2 separate regions of the Oryctolagus cuniculus genome follow, and region 2 is linked to region 1. The links are chromatin contacts, called in public Micro-C maps. All regions are on one chromosome and are shown on one strand. Each heading gives the region's core, a stretch centred on a gene start, on an enhancer-like site or on the middle of the called end of the contact. The rest is flanking DNA. Distances are from core to core; before and after follow the strand shown.

Region 1 (3,179 bases), core at 17-2,516:
ACCGAGTCCGACTGGACAGGGACGGGCACCGAGTTCGGCGGGGAGTGACAAGGCGGGGGCTGACTACCACGCAATGACTACTCTACCCGCCGGGTCCCTGGGTCAAGTCATGATCGCAGACCATACAGGATCCCTTAGGTGCCTTGTGCCGACACACGGCTTTGTAGGATGCGATTCCACTTCGGAGCGACGGCTGCAAAAGACAAGCTCACGCTCCTCCCTGTGTTAAGGCAGTTATCCAACATGACTGAAACGCGACCTTGGATGAGATGAGACCGTCATTAAGAGCATTGACCTGTTGCGTGGGGAAGGGGGTTGATCGCACTTTAACCACTTCCTTCTCCCGCTGGGTTTCCTGCGCTTGCCTGGCGTGGGTTCCGACTCCCGAGCCACGGAGGCTGTATCACCCGTGATATAATCCACCCACACACAGACGCACACACAATCACGCAGGCACACGTTGAGGGGAGGCACAGACACCCCCGCACTTGTCTTCTTCATTCAGTACCTCCCATGGCCTGGTTTTTAAATTTTTTTTCCCAGTTGCCCCCAAATTTGCTCAGAATTCACGAGATAAGCTCAAGAGCATTCGAACAGGATGTTCCCCGCTAGTGCTGTGTTTGGCTTCAAGAATAATGCAAAACAACTGTAACTGCGCTGATGGAATTTACTGGGAAAATGAAAAAGCGATCAATAGTTGTGTTCCTGTGAGTTAAGAGGAAAGCGAAGGCCCGACCCCAGTGCTGAGTCACAGTCTCCCGTGGCGGGGCGCGGCGCTGGGGTCGCGCATCTCAAAGGGGACCCCCAAGCCCCCCGCGAATTTGAGCCAACATTCCATCATTCTTCATCCTTGCGCCCTATGTACCGCCGCGGGTTTTGCAAATCTTAGCTGAGGGACTGGCAAAACGAAAAGCAATATACAGCACGAACAACACGGTAGCTTCTCGGCCCCGCGCTTCCCCTCAGGGAAGGCTGTCCAGTTTCTGTTTTTATCATCCTCAAAGTACACAGCCCGAGACTGTCAGGCCGCCGGGCGCCGAGGTCCAGCTGCGTGCGAGGGAGCGGCCCGCCACGCCCGCCATGGCCGGGCTGGGAAGGGCACCGCCCCCTCGCGGAGCCCGCCCTTTTCCTTCCGCGTGATGACGGCACACGTCGGCCCCGCCCACTCGCGCGACGCCCCAGGTAGCGGGCGCCTTCCTGCCCGCGGAGCCGCGCCCCGCCCACCGGCGTGATGACGTCACGCCCCGCCCACCCAGCGCCGGGCGGGCGGGCGTGTTCGCGACGGCGCCCGCCGTCCCCCCTCAGAGGGGCGCTGGCGCGGTAGCGGCGCTCCCGCCTCAGCCGGGGAGGGCGGCGCGGCTCGGCTCGGCGATGAGCGGCGCCCAGGACGAGAGCCCGGAGGCCGGGGCTGGCCGGGCCGGCGATCGCCCGGCGGCCGAGCCTCCCGGCGGCGCCCTGAGCGTGGACGTGCCGGGGCTGCTGGCGCAGCTGGCGCGCAGCTTCGCGCTGCTGCTGCCGGTGTACGCGCTCGGCTACCTGGGCTTGAGCTTCAGCTGGGTGCTGCTGGCGCTGGGGCTGCTGGCCTGGTGCCGCCGGAGCCGCGGCCTCAAGGCGAGCCGCCTGTGCCGCGCGCTGGCGCTGCTGGAGGACGAGGAGCGCGCCGTGCGCCTGGGGGTGCGCGCCTGCGACCTGCCGGCCTGGGTGAGTGCCGCGCGGGCCCCGCCCCAGCCCGGCCGGAGCCGGGGCTCCGGACCCGGTGTAGACACCTGCCCGGGCGGAGTCCGCACGGCCCGAGTCCGAGCTGCAGCCTCCCGGAGTCAGGGGCCCGCGCCCCCAGACCCTTGGCCCCCCCAAACTCGGGCCGAGGTACAGGGGAGTGGGGGGCGGAGATCTGCCCCCGGCCGGACCCCTGCCGCTGCTCCTTAGGTCCACGCTTCCGGGATCCCCGCCCCGAGTCGGGGGTCTGCGCCGTGTGGACCCCCGGTCTGAGTCAGCCACCGTCTCCCGCATCGCTGTCAAAGCCTCCCCGCCCACCAGCTCCTGTCCCGGGGTCCCGATCGCTGTCCGACAGCCCCTCCGCCCACCCCGGGGTCCTCCCAGGTCCCCGCCCCAGCCGCTCCCCTCGCTGACCCTGCCCTGCCCCCCCCCCCCCGGAGACCCCCGCTCCCGCAGCAGGTCGCCTGCGGGGCGCGCTGCCTAATTTGGCTGTGCCCCTCTGCGCGGGAGCCGTGACTCGCGCCTCTGGTATGCGCGGAGCCACCCGCGCGGTCGTGCGTGTCCTCTCCCGGCACCGCTGCAGACCCGGGAGTGGTCCGCGTGTCCTTCGCTCACGTGGTGGCAGCTGGCCGGGGGGAGAGGTTGATCTTTTCTTCTGCTCTGAGAAGACACATCCATTTCTTGGTTGTTCCTGACACAATCCAAGAGTAGGAGCGTCCCCCGAAAAATTGGCTCTAGTAGAATAATTGAAATTTTCTTTTTTTCTGGCGTGTACTGTTGTGAGACTGAACATTTTTATATAGGATCAACCTGAATGTGTATATGAAGATACTTTATATGTTTTTTAAAAGTTAGTGGGAAAAATGGAATTTAAAAATGACGTGCTGAATTATGTCACAGGAAGTTTTGGAGCAGCTGCACTAACAAGAGTCATGGTATTGATTGTTTTATTTTTACCTCGGGCAGTTCTCTACATAATGTATTTGGAGTCGGCTTCATCCTCTGTTTCTCCTCCCTCGTTCTTAGCTGTGAGCTCTCAGAGTCTCGGAGTGCAGGGAGTAGGGCTTATTTTAAGGTAAATGATGCTCGTGTGAGGCTTGAGGTAAACTTGTCTAGGAAGATGGCCAGCCGTGCGTTTCAGGAGGGTCATTTGCGCTTAGCGGAGAAAAGGGCGTGGAGAATGGTCCCTGTTTCCAGTCATGAGACACTTGTGATGTAAGACATGGAACGTGTGACGCAAATGGCAAACAAACAAAAATTAGAAAGCGGTGATGCCCAAGACCAAGAGGAACATAGTAGATGCCACTTTGTAATGACAAGTGGCAATTGGAATACAAATAAAATGCTAAGGGGCGTTAGGAGTGTGACTTGAAATTCGGTCAGTGCAGGGTGAATTTCTGAATGGTAGTATTTTGGAGAGTCATAATAACTGGTATGGCACAGCTTTTAGATAACAGCAGGGA
Region 2 (3,033 bases), core at 81-2,580, 140 kb after region 1:
GGGTGGCATCACCCGGGCACCTGAGCCGGCACCCCTCCATCCTCTCCCTGTGGGCGGAAGGCACCCGGGCACCTGAGCCGGCACCGCTCCATCCTCTCCCTGTGGGTGGCATCACCTGGGCACCTGAGCCGGCACCCCCTCCATCGTCTCCCTGTGGGTGGCATCACCCGGGCACCTGAGCCGGCACCCCTCCATCTTCTCCCTGTGGGTGGCAGGCACCGGGGCACCTGGGCCGGCACCCCCTCCATCGTCTCCCTGTGGGTGGCAGGCACCCGGGCACCTGAGCTGGCACCCCCTCCATCCTCTCCCTGTGGGCGGCATCACCCGGGCACCTGAGCCGGCACCCCCTCCATCGTCTCCCTGTGGGTGGCATCACCCGGGCACCTGAGCCGGCACCCCTCCATCTTCTCCCTGTGGGCAGCAGGCACCCGGGCACCTGAGCCGGCACCCCCTCCATCGTCTCCCTGTGGGTGGCAGGCACCGGGGCACCTGAGCCGGCACCCCCTCCATCCTCTCCCGGAGGGTGGCATCACCCGGGCGCCTGAGCCGGCATCTGCCGCCTCCCCAGCCTGTGCGCAGGGCGCTGGGTCAGGCAGCGGAGCAGCTGGGACCAGAACCGGGACAAAACAGGCACTAGCATTCGGGACCAGGGACTCCCGCGCCCCACGCAGGCCCTAATGGGGTTATTTCGAGGACGTTTTTCGTGCACCTAGTGATTGAAATGGACAGCTGGTCACCGTCTGAAAGAGAATTCAACCCACTGATAAAGCTTTCATTATAAACCACCGCAAAATGTCTCCGAACGAGGGGAACAAGCACCACAAACGTATCTACATGAGTTTTTTTAAATAAATTCCTAAAAACTGAGAAAGCGAAGGAGTCCAAGTGGCTGCATTAAAAAAAAAAGTCTGGAAATGCAAAAATAATAAATAAATAATAAAATAATAATAAAAATAATAAATAAATAATTAGCTGACAAAAGATTTAAAGTTGGTGAGCGGTCAGCAGGGTTTTGGGCATTAACTGGCCACCGCCAGGGCCCCCTCCCGCGCCAGATAGCGGACCCACGGGGTCAGGACCCACCGCGTAGGGCGGCGCCCACGGCCGCGGCCCTGACGCGCGATTCGCCGTCTTCCGGCTGCTCCACCTCTTGGCCACAGCGTCTTCTGGGCGCTCGCACCGCGCCCCTCGGACGCAGGGCGGCCGGGCTCCACCCGCGCGGTGACGTCAGCGCAGGCGCGCCGCGCGTGCGCGCCTGGAAGCCTGGGCGGGACGGCCCGAGGCTCCGCCCCGGGGGTGGGGCGTGGGAGCGTGGCTCGCGGAGTCGTGCTGCTCTGGGAGCGGATGGGCGGGCGTTCCAGCTATCGCGAGAGCGGCGCTTGATGACGCACGGGAGGGCGGGAGCCGTCGCGGGCGCCGGCGGGTGCGTTTGAATCTGTTCCGAGCGCGGGAAACGGCGGGTCCCGGGGACTTGGTGAGCGCCGAGGTTGCGGAGCGGGATCGGCTTCGAAGTAGGGGCCGCGGGAACAGCTGGGTTCGGGCGGGCGGGCTCCGCCTGGTGGAGTCGGGGTTTGACTTAGCCCGTGGGCCGCCAGCGGCTCTGACGGGAACGGAGGCTGCGGCCAGCGCCCCGGCCAGCGCAGCCGGACTGTGCTGTCCGCCTCGGGGTGGGGCGGGGGGACCCCGAGCCCTGGACTCGGCTGACCCCCGGAGGTCCTGGCCTGAGAGAGGACCTCCCGGCCCTGGTCCCGGAGCGGAGCCCCCCAAGCCCTGGACCCCCTCCTGCGCCAAGTCCTGCGCGGTAGCAGTGCCCGGGGCTGGGTTCGGTGCCTCCGTGAGGAGCGGGTCTGGGGAACTCGACAGCTTTCTGACGCTCGTCTTGACGCAGTTGCAGGCTTGCCCCCCGGAGACGGACAGCCGGGCGATGCGATGAGCGCTCCCCTTGGGAGTTGCACTCGGGCCGCACGGGCCAGGTCTTTTGCCCAGATGGTGCAGGAAACCTAAAGGGACGCCGTGCTGAGGCGTGGACTGAGTGTAAGTTGAACAGTTCGTGGTCAGACGCTGCGGCCGTTACCGCGGGAGTGGGAAGCGGGGCGGTCAGCCCGGCGCCCTGCATCGCGCCTGGGCCTGGAGCGGACGGCAGCGGCCGGGGTTGGGCGGAAGCAGAGCGGGCAGCCTTGCCGCGCCCCGGTGTGTGCGTGGCCGTGCTGGTCAGCGCTCCCCGGGGGGTGGTGACGTGGGGGGTCGCGAGTTTCTGCGTGGACACGAAGATCTAGGGTTCCGGGTTGTGACGACGCCTAGTGCCATCCGTAGCGGTCATTATCCCAGCGCGGGCGATTTTTATTTATTTTTTAAGCGGACGGCCTGTGCTGCACAGGTGCACCCTCATTGGCTGTGGCTTCATCGTTAGGTGCTTGTCTTTCTAGCGGGGTACCTGTTAGCATCAGGTGGCGCACGTGTAAACCGGGGTTCGCTGGGGAAACAGACTGGGAGGAGCGTGCTCACTTAGTTTCCCCTGGGCGCTCATTATCCTGCGGGATGCGAGGACCTGCCAGGGCGGGGCACTAACGAGCTCCCCAGCGACCCCCCCCGCGCTGTTTTCCTTCTCACTTGGAATAACAAGTGACTCTAAGCCCGGGGTTTTGTTGATGGAGGTGAATGATGCCTTAGAAAGGAAGTCTTCAGAATTGGAATCAGCCCGTTCTTTGGTTGAATTGACTCAAATCTGCCTGAACCAGCGGCTTGCTAAGGCACTAAAGAGGGCGAGAAGGTGAGCTTCCTGGGGCCCCGCGGATTTCTTGATGAAAACATGTCATTAACGTTATGTTGGTAATACTTTCAGTAACCAAAATAAGTTGTGCTTTAGATACTATAACTTGTTTTTATGTCAGAATGTTGTTAGAAACTGTCTAGATGGTGCAGGAATTTTCTTGTAGTAGTTCTTGAATGTTTTAATAACAAAGCTTGTAGGAAAAGGCACATTTGCAAATTTAAGTTCCAGAGTGATTGTGTTTTCCACCAGGGTTTCAAAAT

What was found. Hi-C and Micro-C count contacts between places; a contact is called where the count stands out from the background.
Region 2: a contact with region 1 is called in a Micro-C map of ear pinna, with 4 times the contacts expected there. The contact joins the promoter of NCAPG2 here to the promoter of ESYT2 in region 1. A contact is called at or near these places in 3 of 6 Hi-C or Micro-C datasets (ear pinna, skin fibroblasts and an unstated tissue).

The regions. Positions count from the first base shown.
Region 1 is chr7:9,571,527-9,574,705 of mOryCun1.1, forward strand. ESYT2 (extended synaptotagmin 2) reads left to right here and starts at 1,267. Exons shown (of 24, transcript XM_051857038.2): 1 at 1,267-1,701. The coding sequence starts at 1,372.
Region 2 is chr7:9,708,881-9,711,913 of mOryCun1.1, forward strand. NCAPG2 (non-SMC condensin II complex subunit G2) reads left to right here and starts at 1,331. Exons shown (of 29, transcript XM_051857033.2): 1 at 1,331-1,474; 2 at 1,889-2,034; 3 at 3,023-3,033.